Linked DNA regions of Rattus norvegicus: region 1 is linked to region 2. The links are chromatin contacts, called in public Hi-C maps. All regions are on one chromosome and are shown on one strand. Each heading gives the region's core, a stretch centred on a gene start, on an enhancer-like site or on the middle of the called end of the contact. The rest is flanking DNA. Distances are from core to core; before and after follow the strand shown.

Evidence for each region. A called contact is a pair of places that touch in the nucleus more often than the background predicts.
Region 1: a Hi-C map of the A7r5 cell line shows a contact between it and region 2, with 5 times the contacts expected there. The contact joins the enhancer-like site here to the promoter of Pde12 in region 2. A contact is called at or near these places in 3 of 12 Hi-C or Micro-C datasets (the A7r5 cell line, Schwann cells and frontal cortex).

Annotation. Positions count from the first base shown.
Region 1 is chr16:2,287,209-2,293,930 of GRCr8, reverse strand. It overlaps Il17rd (interleukin 17 receptor D), which reads right to left. Exons shown (of 13, transcript NM_001191937.2): 8 at 5,869-5,934; 9 at 5,136-5,190; 10 at 4,555-4,665; 11 at 3,304-3,488; 12 at 1-98. Among named protein-coding and RNA genes, the nearest start is that of Il17rd, 55 kb to the right of the region's middle. Within about 2 kb of position 3,615, at least 4 of the 93 cell types and tissues checked have an H3K27ac peak or open chromatin away from gene starts, as enhancers often do. A contact at or near this core is called in the A7r5 cell line, where this site is marked.
Region 2 is chr16:1,927,886-1,934,403 of GRCr8, reverse strand. Pde12 (phosphodiesterase 12) reads left to right here and starts at 2,021. Exons shown (of 3, transcript NM_001411708.1): 1 at 2,021-3,437; 2 at 4,940-5,018; 3 at 5,609-6,518. The coding sequence starts at 2,133. The coding sequence ends at 6,051. It also overlaps a transcript of Dnah12 not described here.

The sequences.
Region 1 (6,722 bases), core at 2,366-4,865, 360 kb before region 2:
ACGACAATGATGAACTGGGACTCATGGATCTTCTGAATGACCCATTCTCTCTGGCCCTCTATGCAGTGGCTGAAATCTTCCCACAGGTCCAGAGCCACCTGGAAAAGAGCACAGGTCACCTCGGTACTCGTTTACACCGATGCCCAGCACAAAGACGGGAACAAGGCAATGAGGTCCAATCATCTGCCCTTCAGCCATTTTTAACCAAGATTCATGGAGGATCTATCTGGGTTACCACAGTGTGCATGTGTATGTGCATGTGCATGCCCACACACTCTGTGGCCAACAACCGCATCCACACACCAGACTTCCTGAAAGTGCTTGTCGTCCATGACATCATGTGATAACACACGGGGTCACTACCACTGCTGCCCTACAGGAGAGACAGAAGCCAGGATTTTCAGCAGCTTGTCTAAGGCGCCTTGAGGATGTCTTACAGCATGATGGGAAGGAACTGTGAGTGGTCCGTGTGATGAGTTAAGACTGCTGGATACAAGGAACAGAAAGATCCTGGACACAGGCTAAATGGCTCTGAGGAGAGAAAGTGACCCCATACTGTCCTGTGATATGGAGCTTAGGCCTGGTGCCAAAGCCACCTTCAATGACAGCTGACTCATATTCAGAGTGTGACTGAGAAAGAAGACCTCTGTGGCTGTATTTATAGACCCAGGTTTAGCCTGCTGTACTGACCTATAGTATAGTTTTCCTGGTTAACCCTCTCAGGGCTGCACCTTTCTCTATGATCTCATAAGATCTACAGTGTCAGAGCTCCACTGGACCTGTGAACCACGAGGTTTGAAAAGAAAGGTCAAGAGAGTAGTGGGATCCCTGAAAAAGCAAAAAAATCTAAGTATGTCTGATGCCCTCAATGGATTTTTACTCTTTCAAACTGCTTTCATCTAATACTGTAAGCAGCATCCCCTGGTAACTGTATTAGTACAGTTTCTCCTGTGGGATACTATAAGCAGTGTCCCCTGGAACCTGTATTCATACTGTTTCTCCTGTGGGATACTGTAAGCAGCGTCCCCTGGCAACTGTATTAGTACAGTTTCTCCTGTGGGATACTGTAAGCAGCGTCCCCTGGCAACTGTATTAGTACAGTTTCTCCTGTGGGATACTGTAAGCAGCGCCCCCTGGAAACTGTATTCATACAGTTTCTCCTGTGAGATACTGTAAGCATCGTCCCCTGACTCAAAAGTAGTCAAAAAAATAATCCCTAACAGCCAAACAGAGATTATACAGCAGAGGGCTACTCTGGAAGGATTAAACCCTCCTGTTCTAAAATGGTACCCGAGAAGAGAGCCCCAACATGTATCCATCTGCTGAAAAGAATATTGACTCATTCCATACTTTAATCCATGCTAACATTATTGTTGGGGCTACTGTTTTGACTTAATTGGGAACCTGTGTGTCCAAACGCTGAAGGACCTTGTCCTCAATTGACTTTTGATTGATAAATAAAGATGCCACTGGGCAAAGGGAGGCTGGTTGGGACCCTCAGATTTGCTTAGGCTAGGACAGACAAGGGAGAGAGGAAGAGAGAGGAGAGTCACCAGGTTTTGGAGGGAGACAGATCAGATTTAGAGCTGCAGAAGGAAAATCATCCGAAATGTAGGTGGGAAGGAATGCGGTCCCCGGAAGGGCTGCCCAGAAGAAACAGGGCAGCAAAGATAGATCATAGTTTTAGAGGATGTAGAGTCAGGAGTACCAGAGGAAAATCTATGATGGCCAGGGGGAGAATTAGATCTGCCCAGGCCCTGAATGGCCAAGGCATTTCGAAAATAAGATTGGGGGGGGAGGGGTGTGTGGGTGTTTCACTCAAGGACCCATACAGCTCCTGGGTGGGTGGGTGGAAGTGCATGCCCCTCCAGGAGCACAAAGCAGCATAGCTAAAAACTACATATTATGCACATTCCAGCAAACCGGTTCTTTAAAATATGTGGCTCCTAGGTTTCTATATCGCACAAAAACAGTCTGTCTACTAATCTCTTGACCTGTGTAGTTTGTTAAATCAGATGTGGAATGTTTTACGAATTTGTAAAGACAAAAAGACCTCTGTACTAGCTGATTTCATCTTAATAAATAAAACAAGTGTTTTTAAGAATATTCCTATCTCTGAACAATTCCATTTTAAGGCATTTATCCTTGAGAAATTGTCAGAAATGGGCCAGCTCAGAACAGAGAAGCTTCACAAGCTATGCTAAGTCAGTATTATAGATGATGTAGCTATTCAAAAGAAAACCCTGTGTGCAGTTTCATCTACGCACAAAAGAACAGGGAACGCACTGGCTACAGTTGCAGTCTGCAGTGTTTCTCAGCAGCTGTTCATCCGCTAAACTCAAGGCTTTCCCAACAGGAGGCAATCTCACCAGGTTTAAATACATCTTATTAACACCAGAGGGCAGTCTCACCAAACAAATGGGCCAAATGGACTAAAAAGCTGTCACATGATAATTGCATTTGTGACAATCAGGTTATGCCTTCAACAATAGCTAAGACACCGTTCTAAGAGTTAAAAGTTGATGGAAAAGCTACTTGATGATGACAGTTAATTCAAGAAGACTCAGAAAGACGGGCACAGGGATGCATGAACACTTTTCATCCCAGCACTTGGAAGGCAGAGGCAGTGGATCTCTATAGATCTGAGGCCAGCCTGATCTACAAATTGAATTCCAGGATAGCCAGAGCTACAGAGAAAAAACAAAAGGAGAAGGAAGAGAAGGAAGAAGGGGAGGAGGAACAGGGAGAAGGGGAGGGGGAGGAGGAAAAACTAAGAAACCAGCATGAACATCCAAACATTCTCTAAATTCCGGAGCCCTCACCGGTTCTATGACGTCATACCAATCAATCTCAGTCCTCTGTTACACACTCCTTCTGGGTCCCCAAGATCCCTTCTAGGGGAGACCCCATCCTTCATTCCCAATCCTAGCAAACCACCCTCAGGGAATTGCCTCAGTTCCTAAAGCTGTCTTCATTTGTGTTCTCTCCCTGATACCCCACTGAAGCTTGACCCTACAGGCGCTCCCCATGATGTCACATGACAGTCTCACACTCTGTTCCACACCAGGGTACTCACAAAGCATCCTACCGTGTGGGTGCCACTCAATGGTTTCAAGCATGAATGTGTCACAGGAGACCTTTGCTGCTGGTGACAGACAGGACAAACTAAGACAGACTGTGGTCTGGAAAGTAAGGTACTAGCCAAAAGTAGGTTCCCAGCCCTGCAATGGGGAGATGGCACGAAGAAAAATCTGATGGAGTATACATCCTGCCCAGGGTAAGAGAAGAAACTAGATTCCGTACCTCACATCCACAGAATTCCTGTAGGAAGTAGGCGAAACACTGGACCACGTTCATGTGATTCTGGCCGTCTTTACTAGAATAGCAGAGGAAGACCTTGGGCCGAGGCCGGAGCCTGTCTCTGGGGAGAACTGCAGCGTATGTGGAGGACTCAGGGCTTTCTTCATCTAAATGTGAATATATATTTTCTAAATTGGGAAAGAAGATAAGGTTGACACCTATAAACAAAGCTTTGTCTTTATCCATATGATCTGGGGCTCAGAGTCTTCAGGAATGAGCAGCTGAGCTGAGACATAGTGACTCACAGCTAAAAATCCCAGCCCTTGGGAGGAGGACACTTGGAAAGGTCAGATGTTCGTGGTTATCCTCAACGACTTGGCAAGGTGGAGACCAGCCTGAGCTGCATGAGATCCAAGTCTCAAAAGTAAATTTACCAAAAGGAGCAGCGGACATCTCCACCTGGAGAGTCTCGGGTCTTTAACGACATCAGCCTCAAGCTGCCCGGTTTCTGTGGTGGTCTATCAGAAAGGGAAAAATTTGTATTAACCTGAAACTGCCCTTGGAGATGCCAAGAAACACAGCAGCAGCCCCCCTCTGGTCAGCGAAGGACCCAGTGATCGCTCTGGCAACCAGATGAACTAAACTTTAGCTGAGGGAGGAGAATACTTTTTTTTTTTTTTCTTTTTTTCGGGGCTGGGGATCGAACCCAGGACCTTGCGCTTCCTAGGCAAGCGCTCTACCACTGAGCCAAATCCCCAACCCCGAGAATACTTTTTAAAAGTATAATTTACACAGGTAAAGTAAACCAAAACAACAAAAATTACTTTTTTTTTTTCTTGGCAAAGGATCTCACTATATTACTCAGACTATCCTCCAATTCCTGGATTGGAGAGATCCTCCTGCCTCAGTCTCCCAAGCCACTGGGATACCAAGCTTGTGCCTCATGCTCAGCTGAGAGTACATAAATCTTAAGTGACCATCTTTATGACTTTTATGTGTGGCGTCACCTGGGTAACCCCATCCAGATCAAGGTGTGGTTCATCTACAGTTTTCTAGGTGAAGGACCTAACTTCTCAATGATGGACACCCTCCATCTGACTGTTCTCACACTTCAGACTCCCTGAGTAGGAAGTGTGAGGGGTCCCAGGCCCCTTCTGAGGGAAGCAGGGCTCCCCAGGCCCAGTCTTTGTCGGTACCCACCCCTTGGCCTGGCACAACTAGAGGGTGGAGAAAGCAGGCACAGCAGAGAGATACCTTGTTGCTTCTTTCTGCACATCACAGTGAAGAGTGTTGCGAATGCGGATATGACAACCAGAGGCACGGTGATGGCCACAGCTCTGATGGGTCCAGCCCAGGGAGACTGCACTGGGAGGTTTCAAAGAGAAAGCTTTTAAACTCAAGCAGCAGAACAGGTTCAGAAGAGGGAAAAGGCTTTTCCACCCTTTTGTTTTTTAGAACATAAGCTGACTAACAGGTTCCAGGGTTCCAACCACCTTACTCTAGGTCCGCTGTTGTGATTATAAAAGGAGTCAATATTTCCTTTGTATAAAGTGTTGTAGAAAATAATTCAATAGCTCTGGATATGCCAAGAACTCTTTGACAGAAAGCCTCCTACCCCTACTTGTCTTCTAAAGGACAACTGCCTAGTCTTGGTGGCAGACGCCATTCTGGTTTTGACCTTCCAGGCATCAACAACACAGAAGGAATGATGAACAATCATTTAAAAGGAAAGGTGGGGTGACTGGTGTTTTGTAAGCCGTGAATTGCAGAGCACAGAAAATGCTAGAAGCCTGCTCTCAAGAGTGTGATGTCAAATCCAAGCCCAAGAGCTTTACCTGGCTTCACCACATACTGAGCAGCCTTCCTGGTGGTGTTGCTGTCGTCCACCAGCTACAAAACAGAAAGCTGTGTGTTACTGTGTCGTAAATGGTAGCACTTCTATACATTGTATCTAGGAGGGAAGTAGAACACTGGTGATGTCATTCATCTTTCCATCCCCCAGGCAATGAGTGTGGGAGCCAATAAGGACAGATAATGGTGATAGTTTAACGTTCAACTTAAAAAAAAAAAAAAAAAAGGATGGTTGGGACTAGAGAGATGGCTCAGCGGTTAAGAGCTGAGTCTTCCAGAGGTCCTGAGTTCAATACCCAGCAACAACATGGTGGCTCCCAACTATGTGTAATGGGATCCAGTGCCCTCTTATGGTGTGTCTGAAGACAGCTACGTGTACTCATATACATAAAATAAATAAACAAAATTTACAAAAAAAGATGGGGCTGAGGAGATGGCTTCGTGGATTAAAGTACTGTTGTGTAGGCTTGAAGAACTGAGTTCAAATCCCCAGGGTCCGCATAAAAGCGACGACCATAGTGTGGGTGTCTATAATCACAGTAGGCAGAGGCAGGAGACAATTGTCTTTCAAACTTATCCTCGGATCTATAGGGGTTTGAGACTAGCCTGAGCTACTACCCTGGACTCAGTCTTAAAACCAATAAATAAAAGGCTCAGAATTCCATGCAACCTGCTCTCTGTTGAAGTGACGAAGGGGCAGTCTGCTGTTGTACGTACCTCAATGACATAATCCCCTGGAGAAACATTTTGAAGGAGGCAGCTGGTAGTCTCTGTATTCTGGTCCTGCAAAAAAGCAAACAGCAAACTCAAACGCTCATGTGGTAGAGAAGAGGTAACGGGCCTCTTCGTCCTGGAGCTGAAGGAGACCTGCCGCTGGTTTGAGCCCAGTTCCAGAAAGACAGAAGTGTTGTACCTAGCTGGGAGTGCCTCATCCTTGTGATTTGAAAATAACGAAATTAACCAGAATACCCTTTGCTTAATAAAAAGGTGAGAAGAGAAGCTACAGAGATGGCTCAGCAACTGAGAGCACTTATGCTCTTACAGAGGACCTTCAGCCAGGATCCTAGAAGCTTCAGGGCAGCTCACAAGCACCTGCTATGCTAATTTCAGGGGATCTGACACCCTCTTCTGGACTCTAGCAGACACTCCATACATGTGGTTCAGACACACACAGAGGCAAAACATTCATGCACATAAAATAAAAATACACCTGTATGTGCAGTCCTGAAATAAATAAATAAAACTAGCTTAAAAACTTTTTCAGGGGGCTGGAGAGATGGCTCAGTGGTTAAGGGCACCGACTGCTCTTCCCGAGGTCCTGAGTTCAAATCCCAGCAACCACATGGTGGCTCACAACCATCTGTAATGAGATCTGATGCCCTCTTCTGGTGTGTCTGAAGACAGCTACAGTGTACTCATATATATAATAAATGAATAAAATATTTAAAAAAAAAAAAAACTTTTTCAGGGTCTGGAGAGATGGCTCAGTGGTTAAGAGCACTGATTGCTCTTCCAGAGGTCCTGAGTTCAATTCCCAGCAACTGCATGGTGGCTCACAACCATCTGTAATG
Region 2 (6,518 bases), core at 772-3,271:
GATTATAGGTGTGTGCCACCGTGCCTAGCTTAATTTTGTAGGTTTCCTTTTAAAACTTAAAAGAAAATCATGTGTCTACGTTGGCACATGTGTTGTGTGTGTGGGGGGGGGCAGGGGGTGAACATGCACATGTATGCTCATATATAGAAGTCAGATGTCAGCTTCCAGTGTCTTTCCTTAGGCATGACCACCTTGGGTTTTGAGACAGGGTCTCTCATTAGGGTAGGCTGTCTGGCCCAGAACCCTGAGGCTCCAACCTGTAATCCCAGAGCTGGGGTTACAAGCACATACCACTCTGCCTAGCATTTTCATCTGGGTTCTGGGGATCAAACTTAAATCCTCTTTCTCGCATGGCAAACACTACACCAACTATGCTATCTCACCAACAGTGCCGACTTTCTTTCTCTACACCCTTCTTAAATCCTCACACTTGCTAGCCAAGTCCTCTACCACTGAACTGTACCCTTAGTTTGTTTCTTCTTTTTTATTGATATTTATCTGTATGAGTACACTGTTGCTGTCTTCAGACACACCACAAGAGGGCACTGGAACCCATTACAGATGATTGTGAGCCACCATGTGGTTGCTGGGAATTGAACTCAGGACTTCTCAGAACAGTCAAGTGCTCTGATTGTATTTCTTGACATGAATTAAGAATAAAATTATTCCTAGTCATTTCATCCCCAGTATGTATTATCAAAATCATACTATTGCTTAATCGCTCAATGTCAAGTTTCAACTACATAATTACAAATGGACTATAAATCAATTTAATAAAAATATAGCTTCAATAATGGCATTTACAGCTGGGCATGGTGGTGCACACCCTTAATCCCAGCACTTGGAAGGCAGACAGGCAGATCTCCAGAGTTCCAGGACACCCAGGAATACACAAAGCAAGCCTGTTTCGAAAAACAAAAACAACAAAAAGGCATTTACTCATTACTTTCAAGCTTGTGGATTAAAAAACAAGCTTTCCATGAGATTTGACATTTTCAGAATATTTCTTGAAAAATAAAAGATCATGCAAACCAAAGGTCTGGGCTGGCGAAACGGCTCAGTGGGTTTATAAAGGTGTTTATTGCCAGACCTGACAATCTGAGTTCGGTACAGTCGAGGGGTCTTTCTTACAAGATACTGCTCCCTGGGCTCACTGTTCGTTTACAAATAAACCAAGATCATTCGTGTTAAGAGTTTTGAAAGAAATAAAAATAGAAATAAAACTCTCGGCTAAATTTAACTTCAAATAAAGTAAAAGGGGGAGAGGTTTAGCATCTTCGTTTAAGGAGTTCCTAATTCAAGTTTCACCCGTGTCCTGTAATTTTATTTGCTAAACCCTGCAACCCTACGAAGACAAGACCTTCCAAGCTCTTTACTACTTAAAACACTAACCGCTTTCGAAAACAAGTCGGGACTTTTTCTGTCAATTTACTATGCTGTGTAGCTTTAACTCAGTCTTTCCGGGTTCCGCGATGGATACGAAACCTACCTCAAAAACTAACAACAAAACCGTGAGGCTTAAGTAAATTATGTGTCTTGTGTTTTGTATCCTCGGCGCTCATTAGCTGGTGGAGAAACCTGGCGGGCAGCTCGGAGCTACTTAGCTACCCAGGTTCCGCGACAGTAGGGCCTAGCTTTACTCAATCCGCCACACCTCCAAAAACAAGGAACAAGTCCGTCAACTGCGGAGAACGGACGTCCAAATCCTGACCGGAGCAACAGGAATGACAGAAAGCCTAGCGTTTCCCGGAGACACCGACCAGTCACTTCCGGTTCCGTAAGCCTAATGTTCCCACCCTTAGCCTGCACTTTCAACAAAACTTCAGGGTCTGGTAGTTCCCTCCAGCACCTTTATACTTCCTTCTCTCTTTGCCTTTAACCCATGTTGAATACAAACACCAAGACGCTTGAATCTCAAGACCGGCGGCTAAGACAAGAACGAGCGAGCAAGTGGACTTGGCGAAAGTGCCATTCGGAACACCGCGCGCTTTATGCTCACACCGCGGCTTGTTCTTGCTTTCCGACCGGAAGTCCCCGGTCTGAATGGGTCTTGTAGCTGTTTGCCGCCGCTCCTCCCTTTGGACTTAAAACCGGGCGTCTCTGAATCTCTGATCTCGTCGGCTGCCAGGTTCATGTGGAGGCTCCCAGGCCGCGCCGCGCTTCGTGGGGTCCGGTCGGTGGTGGAGCAGCGCAGCCCGGCCGAGGCAACGACTCACGAGGCGGTGCGCGCCATGGAGCGCGCGGTGGTGCGCTGTGTGCCCTCGGAGCCCAAGCTCAGCCTGTCTTTTGCGTTGGCCGACGGCAGCCACAAAAACATGCAGCGGGACCAGAGCGAGCCTCTGGGCCGTGCTCTCAGCCGGATCGCTACCAACGCCCTCAAGGGGCACGCTAAGGTAGCGGCTGCCAAAAAGAGCAGGAAGAACCGAGCCCACTCGAGCGGTGGCGCGGCCTGCGCGGCGACAGGGTCTGAACCGGCTGCGACCTGCGAGCCGGTGGTGAAGCTGTACTACCGGGAGGAGGCGGTAGCTGAGGATGTGCTCAATGTGGACGCCTGGCAGGACGGAGCGGTGCTGCAGATCGGCGATGTCAAGTACAAGGTGGAGCGCAACCCGCCTGCCTTCACGGAGCTACAATTGCCGCGCTACATCATGGCTGGCTTCCCGGTGTGTCCCAAACTCGGTCTGGAATTTGGGGATCCCGCCAGCTCCGTGTTCCGCTGGTACAAGGAAGTCAAACCCGGGGCGGCAGAACCTGGAGACAGCGGTCTCGCGTCATCGTCTCACTCTTTGCAGTCTTCAGCTTGGATCGAGACGGGTGTGGACGAGCGCGTTTACACCCCGTGCAATGCTGACATCGGGCTACGGCTCAAGCTTCACTGCACGCCGGGCAATGGGCAGCGCTTCGGGCCAAGCCGCGAGCTAGAGAGCGTGTGCCCGGTGGAGGCCGGGCCTGGCACCTGCACTTTTGACCATCGACATCTATACACCAAGAAGGTGACAGAGGACTCTTTCATCCGCACTGTCTCCTACAACATCCTGGCAGACACGTACGCCCAGACTGAGTTTTCTCGGACAGTCCTGTACCCGTACTGTGCCCCCTACGCCCTGGAGCTTGACTACCGCCAGAACCTTATTCAAAAGGAGCTCACAGGCTACAACGCAGACCTCATCTGTTTGCAGGAGGTGGACCGCGCAGTGTTCTCGGACAGCTTGGTACCGGCCCTAGAGGCCTTCGGGCTGGAGGGTGTGTTCCGAATCAAGCAGCACGAAGGCCTGGCCACTTTCTACCGGAAGTCGAAGTTCAGGCTCCTTAGCCAACATGACATTTCTTTTCAAGAAGCCCTGAAGTCGGACCCACTGCACAAAGAATTACTAGAGAAACTGGCTTTGAACCCGTTAGCACAGGAGAAAGTACTCCAGAGATCGTCTGTCCTTCAGGTCAAGTAGCTCTGCCTGTTTTCTTCATACTCGCCCATGTTTAGGGTCTGGCGGAGTAGAGGGGGGATGGATATTAGAACTTGTCATTGAAAATATGTCTTTATTTTTGCTCTAGCATCTTAAACGTGTAGCCTGTTCCTTAATTCAGCACATATTAACCTCTCCTAGTGTGCCTATCCTGCCGTAGGTCTCCTTGAACAAGATGAATAGACATTCTTAATGATTGTAAAATCCAGGTAGACATAGTAACTTGTCAAGCACCGTTTTAAGAGCACTTGAAAGCAGTCACAAGTGTAAGTGCCCTCTGTTTTAAGACCTGTTTTGTTACCATTGCTACTAATGTGTAAAAAAAAAAGTCATTGACTTTTTTATCTGTTTTTACAGATAACGATTTTTGTTTCATAAATGAGAAAATGTTCAAACACCCTTATGCCTGTTCATAAAAGTATGAAGCCAGGACTCATAGCCACTTGACAATGTTAGCATTATTGTTCAGGATGGGAACGAAGCTTTAAATTGTGGTGCTTTGTTTTGTTTGTTGGGGTTTTTGGGTTTTGTTTTTTTTTTTTTTTTTTTTTTTTTTTTTTTTTTTTTGCTTGTTATTGAATTGTGTTGATATTTTGAGACATGGTCTGTGTAGCTGGGGATGTCCTGGAACTGTATATGTACGCCAGTCTAGCATTGAACCACTGAGATTCACCTGCCTCTTAAGTGCTGGGATTAAAGTTGTGTGCCACTACGCCCGTCGTCTTTACAGGCATTTTCATTGTTTGTTTTTGTTCAGAGTTTTTAAGTAACGGGTTTTGCCCTGAGTAAATGAATGTCTACCCATTTTTGAGCACCATTGTGTTCTATGCACTCCTGTGTAAGTTCATTTAATTGAATACACACACCTATGAGGGAGGTGATATGGTTTCTTTACCTTGCAACGAGGCACAATGCTGTAAATGCTAGATCTGACTCCAGGACAAGTGTTTTCACACTTGAAAACAATATTCACTCTTAATTTTGTCACAACAATGTATTTTTTCATAATGGTGCATATTGGATGGTTATTAAAATCTTATGTTTACTCATATTACCATACCTTAAAACTTGCAGTATCAGATTTAAAAATTGGTATCTTAGTTTTCAAGAGACTGGAATAAAATAGCTCTACCTACAGTCTTTATTCTTTCTTTTTCGGAGCTGGGGACCGAACCCAGGGCCTTGTGCTTGCTAGGCAAGTGCTCTACCACTGAGCTAAATCCCCACCCCTCTACCTACAGTCTTAAACACAAAGCATTCCTGAGAGTCGGGCATTGCATCTGCCTTTAATCCCAGAACTTTGGAGGAAGAGGCAGATGGAGTTTTAGGAGTTTCAAGGCCAGTCTAGTTTACATAGGGAGTTCTAGGACAGCCAAGAGTATACAGTGAGAAACTGTCTCAAACCAAAACCAAAACCACAAATGTTTTCAGGAGATTGGCAGATACCGACTGAACTCTGATGTTTCCTATTACAGATTTCAGTTCTTCAGTCTACCACGGACTCTTCTAAAAAGATCTGTGTTGCTAATACTCATCTCTACTGGCACCCAAAAGGTAGGTTTTATTTAGCTTTACAATAACTTAAACATTGTGACTTAATGTTACGAAAGCTGTATACACACACACACACACACACACACACACACACACACACACACACACACACACGTTTATATTTAGCATGTGTGTGACGGTGGAATGTGTGGAGGTCAGGGTTGATTCTCTTGCTCCCCCATATGGGTCCCTGGGATTGAACTCAGGTTATTGGACTTGGTAGACTTCACCAGCTGAGACCCAAGACATAGGTTCCTGTAAGCTTTAGCAACTTGAAATACCTACAGTGTCTGAGTGATGACTTTCAAGATAGGGCTGGGGTAGGGGTACACCCTGTAATCCATTCTGAGGACGCTATGGCAGAAGCATTTCAAGTTCATGCCAACACGTAGTTCACAACTCTTATCAAGAAAATAAGTAAATAAAAAATAAAAGTAAGATGTGTGTGGTGTGTGGTGTGTGTGTGTGTGTGTGTGTGTGTGTGTGTGTGTGTGTGTGTGTTATTCAGGTACATGATTTGTGGCTGCAGTGTGCCCTGGAGGGGGCTCTTTAAAAGAACTTTAGCACTAATTTTGTTTGTTTGTTTGTAGGTGGATACATTCGTCTCATTCAAATGGCAGCAGCCTTGGTTCACATTAGACATGTTTCCTGTGATCTATATCCTGGCATACCAGTTATATTTTGTGGAGACTTTAATAGCACACCATCAACAGGAATGTATCATTTTGTCATCAATGGCAGCGTTCCGGAGGATCATGAAGACTGGGCTTCCAATGGGGAGGAGGAGAGATGTGGCATGTCTCTCACACACTGTTTCAAACTGAAAAGCGCTTGTGGTGAACCTGCCTACACAAATTATGTCGGTGGCTTTCATGGATGTCTCGATTACATTTTCATTGACTTAAATGCTTTAGAGGTTGAACAGGTGATCCCATTACCTAGCCATGAAGAAGTTACCACCCACCAGGCCTTACCTAGTGTTTCTCATCCTTCTGATCACATAGCACTTGTATGTGACTTAAAATGGAAATAGATTTTGCTTCACTAACTCTGAAAGGAAGCTAAGTACTTTTCAGAAAATTTAATATGAAACAAAGCTTATATATAAACCTTCAATGAGGCGATCTAGACACTAAACTTTACTGTCATTCCCTACTAGTTACGTTTCAGATGGCTTTGTTACAAAACCAATTCATAATGTTTGCATCATATAATATCTTTACCCTCTTTTTTTAATTTCCTACATTTGGAGGAAAGCATTTATGACTAGCAAGAAGAAAATTGAATTATCGTGTACATTTTATAAGTTTTTTTAAGCTGGTAATTAAGATTTTTAAGTACTATTTGAATAATCTCAATTTTTCTTTCAAAGCACATTTTACATTGAATTATGTTAATATAATTGGGGAAGGAGGGGACATGCAGGTAAAACGTGAGAGACTTCAGAGACACATGGAATACATTAGTCTATCACTACCTCAATTTAGTTAGAATTTATAA